2 separate regions of the Mus musculus genome follow, and region 1 is linked to region 2. The links are chromatin contacts, called in public HiChIP or PLAC-seq maps. All regions are on one chromosome and are shown on one strand. Each heading gives the region's core, a stretch centred on a gene start, on an enhancer-like site or on the middle of the called end of the contact. The rest is flanking DNA. Distances are from core to core; before and after follow the strand shown. Region 1 holds the start of Bub1b (BUB1B, mitotic checkpoint serine/threonine kinase). Region 2 has its middle 9.1 kb from the start of Gm32684.

Region 1 (5,617 bases), core at 1,700-4,199, 91 kb before region 2:
ATTTCAATCAAATGAGTATAATTTCCACACACCCAGAGCCCTACAATCATAAGCTGAATGTTCTCAAGCTCCGGGCTGTCTACAACATCACAGTAGGAGACACTGAGAAGGCAAGAGACGTCAACGGTCGTTGTAAAAGCAAAAGTGAGGCCAGAGACTGGGATGAGACATGACAGGAGCAGACAGCAGGAGAGTCAGACAAGTAGAGAGCCCAGTGCAGGACGAAGCTCCAGGCACCAGAGCAAGCGCTAAGAATAAAATAAAGCCACAGTGGCACATGGCGTCATCCCAGCACTCAGGAAGCAAAAGCAGGCGGTTCTCTGAGTTCAAGGCCACCCTGGAACTTCACAGTGAGTTCTAAGCCAGAAAGAGCCAGTCTCACAAAAACAAAAACAGAATGCTACCATCTACAACAAAACCATAAAAGCACGGTTCTCAAAGATCTAATTCAATGAGTATGGTTACACTTTACATTTTAGCCTGAAATAAATACTATCTCATGCTATTGAAAGCTTGCAATCAGAAAACCGGAAGAACAGATTTCCATACTCTCACTGAAGAGTATTCCTTAGGGCAGTGGTTCTCAGCCTGTGGGCTGCAACTGCTTTGGGAGTCAAAGGACCTTCACACAGGGTTGCATATCAGATCTCTTATACAACAGATACGTAACAGTAGCAAAATTACAGTTATGAAGCAGCAAAGTATGCTATGGTTGGGGGGGAAGGGTTGTCACCACAACATGAGGAACTGTATTAAAGGGTCACAGCGTTAGGAAGGTTGAGAGCCACTGCCTGTAGGCCTTCGGCAGCTTCACCCCCATGCTGCCTATCACACCAGGGACTTACAAGCTGAACACAAAGCATTCCACTACATACCGTTTCTGCTGCTGCAGAGCAGTGTGGCCGGCTGACTCTTGCTTTGCCAAAGCTCCCTGAAGTGTGGACATGACCCGCCCGTGCCGTAAGGGCTGTATGTTTTCTTTACTCAGCTCCCACTCTGCTCCCTCCAGGCACATGGCTTCACTGGGAAGAAGGAAACAGAAATGAAGCCCACGCCAACAGTGTTACAGCACAGTACTGTGATGACATCTTCAGAGAGGGGATTTCTGGCTCTTTGGGGTTGGACGCAGCTGGTTCGCCAGGAGCATCATCATTCTCTTCAGCTTCAGAGCCTATCCCACGCTCTACAAGTAAATGCTCAACACAAGAGAGAACATGGCAAGGGTGTTGGTGACAGTATTGTACAAATAAAGTTAAAGCTAGGAAAAATAATTTTTAAAAGCATCTTAAGTTTAGCGAAGTTAACTTAAATTTAGAAAAAAACAAAAAACAGAAAACTAGCAGCTTTATGTCTGACATGGGTTCCCACTGACAATGAGACACCAGTAGCAGCATCCACTCCTGTTTCTAAATACGTACATGATTAGCTCTTTTTTAAAAAAAAAATGTATTTATAAAACAAAACATAACTAAACAAAACAAGCCGGGTGATGGTAGCACACGCCTTTAATCCCAGCACTCAGGAGGCAGAGGCAGGCGGATTTCTGAGTTCGAGGTTAGCCTGGTCTACATAGTGAGTTCCAGGACAGCCGGGGCTATAAGGGGAAACCCTGTCTCGAAAAAAACAAAAAACAAAACAAAACAAAAATGTATTTATTCTCACCCCCCCCCCCCGCCGTGTGTGTGTGTGTGTGTGTGTGTGTGTGTGTGTGTAAGTCAGGCCACAACCTTAGAGTTGTTTCTCTCCTTCCACCATGGGGTTTCGGGGGTGGGGGAGGGGTGACCAAACAGGTCCTCAGTCTTGGTTAGCAATTATCTCTATCCACAGAGCCATCTCACCTGTCCGTGACTAGTTCCTTCTAGTTCAGACCCAAGTGCCATCTCATCAGGGAGGCCTCTGTTCAAATCTCCCTCTGCCCCGACTCCCCCACCCCCAAGCCTCATTGCTGGGTAATGAACTAAGGCCTTATGTACCTTGAACAAGTGCCCTTCCTGAGTTACATGTCCAAACCCTTCTGAAACCACACTAGTTCTACCTCCAATGCCGTCTTCTCTTGCTTTACACTTGTTAATACTGATTCTATCTGATGTTAAACATGTCTTATTGCCCATCCGCGACACACACCCCGATTCATTCCTCCCCAGAACTTAAGCTTCACAAAGGTTGGGATTTTGTGTCTTTTACTGTTCGCCTTCAGTGCTCAAAATGGTAGTCGATAAATTCTCTTCCATGAATGACAGCTTATGACAGCAATTACCCAGTTATTATAAGTTCCATAATTGAAATGCATCTTAAATTCTAACCTAGAAAAACCCTCTATATTTTATGATGAGGAAAAGCTGCAAGTGCTCTGCTCTTCAGATCCCTAAGCTGCTAGCAAAGTGAGAACACTTATTAGTTGAAAGCAGGTACTTTACAAACATCTTGAATCCTCCCAGAACTCCATAAAGCAGCATTAATATCTGCGTGCCCCCACCCCTCCGTAAACATGTTCAAGGTCAAATAAAAACGGCTGAGGTGAGTTTCAGAACCAGATCATATGGCAAATTCCAAACTCTCCCAGTCTTGCCCCCTGGCTGGATGCAGGGCTCCACGCCGTTGGGAAGGGGGTTTGGGGAGACCTGCTCTTGGCCGACCTCCTCGATCCTCCCCTCGCCAGCCGAGCACCCAGCGGCAGCAATTTGCGTCCGGTCCTTACCTCGCCTCCGCCATCCTGCATTCCCAATACTTGCTCTCGCCCTTCCGCAGACCTTTATCCTCCGAGTGCTAACTGAGTCTCCCTCAACCTTCAGCTGGCTCTGGAGCTGCGAAGATCGTCACCCCGTGCTCCTAAACAAAACCACGCACCCGATTCCTTCTCAGAATAGCCTCCTCACGCCCCCATCACGCACGGGCCGCCAAGTTTCAAATTTAACGTCTCTTGACGCAGACGTAGCCTCGCCGCTCCCCGCTCCCGCTCCTCCCAAAGCATTCTGGGGATTGTAGTGTATCCCGGGTTTAAGCACGCGCTGCGCAATGCACAATGGGAGTTGTAGTTTCAGGTTTGAGGTGCAAGGACCAATGGTTGTCCTAGCACTGCAGCGTGCTCAGGCACTTCGAGTTTGCTCTGTGTTTCCTTTCTAAGACAAGCCTTCGAACCCAGGGAGAGACACTTTATTAACAAGAGGTTCTTTGATGGTTTCAGTTTCATAACGTGTCTTTGAGTACATTACTCTTCTGGGTTGCTCCGAACAATTAACTGTGCTACGCCTAGGTCTTGTCTGAGCCCCAGGTCTTAACACCTGTCCAGGGATCCTTAGGCCACTCTCACCCAGCTGTTTCCTGTGGAAAGACTGTGTTCTCGTTTTTCTCTTTTACACAAGACCTGGTTTAGCACTGCACTTCCTTTCCCCAGCAAGCCCTTTGACCTCTACAACTTCTCAACTTTGACCAACTTCCTTTAAATTCTCTTGGAAGTGTACCATTTGTTCTCTCATGCAGCCTACCAGATGTCCTGTAAACTACGATCTAACACAGAATACAAACAGGGTAAGCGCTTTGCCTGTCTCACTGGAGCTAAAGGCTTGGTAATGCAGGCCTATAGTTCAGCTACTCTGGAGACTGAGATGTGAGGACCAAGACTTCAAGACCATCCAGGGCAACTTTACTTCACAATAAAAAGTTTGCTTTTGTTTTTTGTTTGTTTTTGTTTTTCAAAACAAGGGTTCTCTGTGTAGCCTTGGCTATCCTGGAACTCGCTCTGTAGATCAGGCTATAAAAATAACTTTTATTCTCCTGTTGTGATTGTTGTCTGAGGGGCTTACTGCCTCCATCTGCTGACCTAGATCCACTCCTAGAAAATTCTAGCCTCCATAAGATCTAATCTAGGTCAGCCTCTCAATTTTGTTGAATAAGCTCACCCTTTCTTGTTCTTTCTGAAGTCTACCTGGCTGGTTCAACTCAGCTGTTCTGGCTCAAACTCCTCTCCCAGCTGACTGACTCAATCTGGCTTCTCTCCCAGCCCCTGAATTGCTCTGCTTGGCCTCAAACTCACTCTAGCAGTCTTTTCTATTTCCTAATCTTCTGGCTCTTTCTCAATCTCTTGCTCATTCTGTCTTTACCTGTGTCCAGCTTGTTCTCTTTTCAACCTGCCTCCCTCTCCCTCCCGTGCTGCTCTACTCTCCCTCGCAACAATACTGCACTGCTCTCCAGGACTGCTGTATCCTGTACTACACTCTCTTCCTTACTGCACTGCCTCTCCCTTAAGACTCAATCTTCCCTCCCTCTCTCGTCTCCTTAGAGGTGTACATAGCCCATTCTGTCAAATTTTTCTCCGTTTGTTGGGGCGGGGGTATACAAACAAACAAGGAATGTCAGGGCGTCGATACCCAGACCAGAAACAGATAAATTAGTCATTTGAGCATATAACTTCCAACTAGGCTCTGGAGTAGAGAGGGGAGCCATGGGAATTTCTCTACAGAAGACAGTGAACCTGAGGGAAAGGACGAGTTGGCACAATCTACCCATCAGAACAAATCAAGTTCTGAAGCAACTGAGGTGTGTGTCTGTGGTAGATTCCCACCTCTCTATTTCCACCATTATCCAGTGAGTTTCCTCACCCAGCTCCCTACTCTTGGACCTCTATGCTGCCCCATCAAAAAGTGCCAGATTATACTCCACTTTCTCCTAACCATCATATAGAAAACAGGGCTAAATAGTGATGAGATGCTCCTGACAGGGTTTTAAGTTACCAATACGTGTTATAGGAGACTAGAGATTTAGTGTTTGGTTGTTTCTGAAATGCTGGGTTATGTGGAACAGCTCCCCTCAGGACTTCTTCATCTATCAGATTGCACCTTGAATCTTTAAGGGTGTGCATCAGTATTCCTGATGCACAAGTAGGAAATGTCACAACTCAATAGCTTAAAATGATGCAAACTCATTGTGTTCTGGTCTATGGATGAGAAGTTTGGCACGGGTTCTCTGGGTTGACTGAGGCTTGGGGAATTCTGCCTTGTTTTCTAGAGCTGCTGTGGGAGAGTGTGTTTCTCCTTCGACAGTTTTCTAGAGGCTTCACTGTCACCCCTGGCTCATGCTTCCCTTTTTATCCTCAGAGCTCGGGATCTAGCATCTCTTCATCCAGGCTTCCAGCATTACTTGCCTTTCTCTGATCATAGTCAGGAAATTAAAGGCTCATTACCTCAGATGGGGCCCACCTGGAGAATTCAGCATAAACTTTTACCCCTCAATGTAATCGTATCTTTTATTTGCCTGGAGTAATTGTCTCCGAGGCTTACTGCTTCCGTCTGCTAGTCTTACTACTAGGCCCGATCCTGGAAGCTTTAACCTCCATATACTCTAATCTAGGCCTAGAAAGTTTTCAAGCTCTGACAATTAATGATGAATAAGTTCATCTTTTCTAGCTCTTCCTAAACTCTGGCTGGCTGGTCAACTCAACTGTTCTGGCTTAAAACTCTTCTCCAAGCTGACTGATTCAATTTTGCTTCTCTCTTGGTCTCTTCCTGAATTGCTCTGCTTGGCTTCATACTGCCTGTAGTAATGTATACTAATGTTCTGGCTCCTTCCCATTCTCCGGCTTGTTCTCTTTCTGCAACCTGACTCCCTATAACTGTCGTGG
Region 2 (4,898 bases), core at 1,811-4,310:
GGGTGGCAGGGGAGGCCAGAGTGGGGCAGCCTCCAGAGCCCCAGGGCAGGGCCTGCTGTTGGGGCTTTTGTTGTGATTTTAGTGGCTTGAAAGATTGCTGGTAGAAGCAGATGCACTTCCAAGCCCACTTCAGTGGGCTTCTCAGAGGTGCAGGCTCTGTAGACTAGAGACCCTTACACCCTATCCACAACCCATACACCCCACTCACCCTCATGGCCCCTTGAAGTTTTTTATTTTTCCCTCAAGTACCCTTTTTAGCTTTTTAAGTTGGCGCTTAAATCTTTTTATCCCAAGTTTAGTTACCAAGGTCATCCTTTGCAGCGTTTTAAGGAACACATGCCTTTATTATACAGAATAGTCAGGAAGTTTTAGAGGAAAATTATTAGTGACACTTTACAACTAAAATTTAACATCTTTCTTTTTTCTTTCTTTTTTTTGGTTCAATTTTTCATTACATCTGTTTACTTATTTGTACGATGTGAGTGGTTTATGTCCTGGCAGGTTAGAGGACAACTTGCTGGCTTTGATTCTCTCCTTTTATCCTGTGGGTCCCAGGGATCAAATTCAGCTTGTTAGCTTTGGCAACAGACACCCTTCGCCTTCTGAGCTGTCCACCTGGCTTGATTTCTCATTCATTTGTTTGTTTTGTTTGAGACAGAGTCTCACTCCCTAGCTGGGGCTAACCTGGAACTCACTATATAGCCCAGGCTAGCCTTCAACTCACTTGTGGCCGTCTTCCTGCCGCAAGTGCTGGCATTACAGGTTTGAACTCGTGGATTTCTTTTAAACTAGCCAGTGCTGGCTAAACATTGAAGCATTCTTTCCCCCCAGTAGTTTCACACTGAATAAAAATGAGGATATGACCACTCTCCTACATAAAATCGAGGAGAAAGTTTTTATTGTAGACATGATGGCGAGAACAGCCAGAGCATCTGTAAGAGTCCAGACTGAGCCAGACTCGGGTGGCGCATGCCTTTAATCCCAGCACTTGGGAGGCAGAGGCACGCAGATTTCTGAGTTCGTAGGCCAGACTGGTCTACAGAGTGAGTTCCAGGACAGCCAGGGGAACACAGAGAAACCCTGTCTCGGGGGAAGTGGGGGGGGGGGGAAGAGTTCAGACTGAACATGGCCCACAGAATAGACCGGGCCATGGGGGACGGGGACCAAGAGGGGAACCAAGAAGCCAAGAGAGGGCATTGTCAAAATGGCTGAATTTTATAGGAAAAGAAAAACTGGGAGAAAGGAAGCAAAGCCCAGGGGCTGGAGAGGTTTAGGGTGAGAAGTGCGGCGAGGAGCCAGGACTCTGTAACAGATGTTTGCAATGCTGAGAACCTGGCAGCCAGTGTCTGCTTTGATATGTAACACACACCATTCAATGTCCATTTAAAAACCATAGTGGAACAAACTAATGTTTTTATTTATTTGTCTGCTGGAGACAAGATCTTGCTGTGTAGTACAGGCTGGCCTCAAACTGAAGATCTTCCTGCTTCAAACTCCCAACTAATTTTTAAATTAATTAACTAATTAATTAAGGACAGGGTTTCTCTGTGTAGCCCTGGACACCCTGGAAGTTGCTCTGTTAAGAGACAGTTTCCTGAGTCCAGCCATCGCAGGAATGAGTTCCACCTTGCTGGCAGGATCAAAACTGAGTTCATGTTCCCGGGCCCTGGAATTCAACTCCTATCCTGCTTCTTCAGATGCTTCATGTTTGTCTGTTAATCAGTAAAGGATATAAAGAAGAAGATGCTGTTGTCCCGTTATCTAAACTAAGGCACACAAGTTAGAACTGTCCTGCTAGTCTTGACTTAATTGACTACATGCAGCTTGCCCACTTCTTTGTTCCCTTATCATTCTAAATTCAAGACCAGAGTTCAGAAGGGGACCTGACTGCAAAAGCAGAATCCAGGACCCTGAAACCAGGAGACTCAGAGAAGCTCAGAGACAAATGCTAACTTCTTTGTTTATCCCCTGATGTCAAAATATGATTGGTCAACGCAACAGCCCACACTGCTGCTCCTCCTCATTTTGTGTTCCCATCCTATAAAAATGTTGTACAGTCTCCCTTTGAGGACAAGGTGCCGATCCCAAGCTGGCTGCTTCCCTGAACACTCAGAAAATAAAGCTTTCACTTGAAGCTTCCAAATCTAAAGCGAATTTTCTTGGCTTCCACCTTGAACCCAACAGCTCTGTAGACCATGCTGGCCTTGAATTCAGAGATCTGCCTGCCTCTGTCTCCTGAGTGCTAAGATTAAAGGTGTACATGATCATTTGTGGGTGTTTTGTTTCTTTGGTTTAATAAAAATAATGAAAGTTTTATTTTATTTTTAACTGTGTGCGTATGTGGAGGGTGTGGGGTGTGTGTGTGTGTGTCTGCAGGAATGTACACATGTGAATACAGGTGCCCTTAGAATCCAAAAGAGGGCATCTGATCCTCTACAGTTAGAATTACAGGCAGTTATAAGCTGCCAGGTGTGTGGCAGGAACTAAACTTAAGTCTTCTGCAAGCGCAGTGATGTTGGATTCATTACTGCCCCCACCCCCACCCCAGGAGGGACTTGAACTCCTGATTCTCTTGCCTGCATCTTCCATGGGCAGACTAAAACTTTAACACTTTTCTTTTCTGGTTTTTGGCATCAGGGTTTCTCTGTGTAGCCCTGGTTGTCCTGGAATTCTCTCTGTAGACCAGGCTGGCCTTGAACTCACAGAGATCTGCCTGCCTCTGCTCCCACGTGCTGGAATTAAAGGTGTGCTTCACCACCTCCTGAGCACTTTAATACTTTTTATAAAGCTCTGAATGTTCTTATGATTTTAGCTATTGTAATAGTTACTATTTAATTGATCAGAACAGCATTGATTATGAAATTTGATAAATATTAAATGTAAAAAGTAAATTTTTATTAGCAATGTATCATTTCCTTTTTAAAAATTATTTTTTGTGTATATTCGTGTGATTCGTATGTGCACCACAGCGCACTTGGATTTGTGTGGGTCCAAGTCTCACTCTCTACTACACTGACGTCACTACTCTCCTACTACATGGCTGCTGGGGACAGAGCTCTGGCTGTCAGGCTTGGCAGGAAGCAACTTCCCCTGATGAGTCAGTCTCTCCTGCCCAGAACAGGATCCCTTAATGAACTGATTGTGCATTTTTTGTTCCTAATTGGTGAATGTTATAGGATGATGATGATAATGGCTTATCGCTTGACTGACCGATATGTTTCAACATCGGTTTTCATTCTCTTTGTGGATTACAGACAACCCCCTTTATAAGGCCTCATTATGTTGTTTAGACTGACCATAAACTTGGGGTCCTCCTGCCATACTGAATGCTGAAGTCACAGGTGTGCACTGCCAGGCCTGGCTCCTGCTTTGGTTTGAGGGACAGTGTCAGAGTTGGAGACCAGTGTGTCTCACTACAGGGATGTCATTCAATTCTTTGCACTTCTTCCAGGCTATATAGTATTATCAAAGAATCACTGATGGTTTGATCAGTCGCTCCTATTTTGATGAGAGCAGAGAACTGGAAAGTGCTTCGCTTGCTTCTCCTTACCTACCCCACTACCCCAGGCTGAGGTGCCACAGGTCTCAATCCTTTCATCCTTCGTGTGTGTGTGTGTGTGTGTGTGTGTGTGTGTGTGCGCGCGCGCGCGCGCGTGCATGCATGTGTGTGTGGGGTCCAGGGAATGAAATTTAGATCCTATGGAAGAGCTATCAGTGTTCTTGACTTATGAACCATCTCTCTAGCCTCTTATTCTCTCTCTCTCTCCCTCCTCCCTCTCTCTCTTCTTCCTCCCTCCCTCCCTCCCTCCCTCCCTCCCTCCCTCCCTCCCTCCCTCCCTCCCTCTTTCTTTCTTTCTTTCTTTCTTTCTTTCTTTCTTTCTTTCTTTCTTTCTTTCTTTCTTTCCAGAAATGTCTCATTATCTAGCCCTGGATGGCCTAGAAATGGCCTAGAACTCACCACCTAGAGCAGGCTGACCTTGAACTTGTAACAGTGCTGGGATTAAAGGGGTATGCTACCATAACCAGCATCACCCCATGTTTAAGTCCATCTTTTGCCTTTTCTCTCTATTTACTTATTTAGTGGTGGTCGTGGTGGTGGTGGTGGTGCTGTTGGTAGAAACTAGGCCTTTTGTATGCTAGGCAAGTGCTCTACCACTGAGCTACATCTTAGTCTTGCATTTCCTTAGAGATTGTCTTAAGCCAGCCACTATCCCTTCTAGTGTTAGTATACTCTACCAAACTTCCACTCATTCAGATTTTAGTACTCATTCAGATTTTGGTTCATTGTCTTCCTGTCTGCAACCACTGACTCGTCATTCTCAAGACCTTACCATTCATTCATTCATTCATTCATTCATTCATTCATTCATCCAGCCATTCATTCATTTATTTATACAGCACATATCATTGAGCCTTTCCTGTACATCACACTCACTTCTTCAGGTTGAGGCTTAAGGAGTAAATCAGAGAGACACAAAATGTCCTAGCCAGCAGGAGCTTACATAATGACAAGAGCAAGGCTGGTTAACAAAGAAGTAAGTCCTGTATAATCTGTCAGGCAGAGATTCTGTGAAAGAGAACATGACAAATGAGAGGGTAGCAGCAGGTAAGCCATTTTGGAGATTGTGGGCATAGACCTTCCTCAAACCCTGACTCCAGTTCTCCAGCATCTGTCACACCCCATTCTGAGGAGCCCTACTCCTTGTATTTTCAGCTCATTTATACGCTCACCTCCTCTCTGTCCTTTGTCCCCTTGCACCATTGAGCTTCTCTTTTCACCATTCATCAGCCCCCTTTGACCTCCTCTAGCTTGAGTCCGCCTTCCATGACAGTCTCTAGCCATTGTCCAAGCTCTCTGCTGCCAAGCCTGGCTGCTGATACAGCCTCCACCTGCTGCC

Evidence for each region. HiChIP or PLAC-seq counts read pairs in DNA pulled down with a chosen protein or histone mark.
Region 1: a contact with region 2 is called in an H3K4me3 HiChIP or PLAC-seq map of bone marrow-derived macrophages, with 4 times the contacts expected there. The contact joins the promoter of Bub1b here to the enhancer-like site in region 2. A contact is called at or near these places in 19 of 39 promoter capture datasets (3T3-L1-derived adipocytes, the C10 cell line, the HPC-7 cell line and 12 more), 44 of 484 Hi-C or Micro-C datasets (the 63-12 cell line, B cells, the C2C12 cell line and 27 more), 22 of 115 datasets of contacts at active chromatin or transcription factors (the 230-238 cell line, DN3 thymocytes, the HPC-7 cell line and 15 more) and 4 of 9 other capture datasets (adipose tissue, bone marrow-derived macrophages, liver and 1 more).

What each region holds. Positions count from the first base shown.
Region 1 is chr2:118,595,543-118,601,159 of GRCm38.p6, reverse strand. It overlaps Bub1b (BUB1B, mitotic checkpoint serine/threonine kinase), which reads right to left and starts at 2,949. Exons shown (of 23, transcript NM_009773.3): 1 at 2,699-2,949; 2 at 876-1,022. The coding sequence starts at 2,712.
Region 2 is chr2:118,505,528-118,510,425 of GRCm38.p6, reverse strand. No RefSeq gene overlaps it. Among named protein-coding and RNA genes, the nearest start is that of Gm32684, 9.1 kb to the right of the region's middle. Within about 2 kb of position 3,060, at least 12 of the 459 cell types and tissues checked have an H3K27ac peak or open chromatin away from gene starts, as enhancers often do. A contact at or near this core is called in bone marrow-derived macrophages, where this site is marked.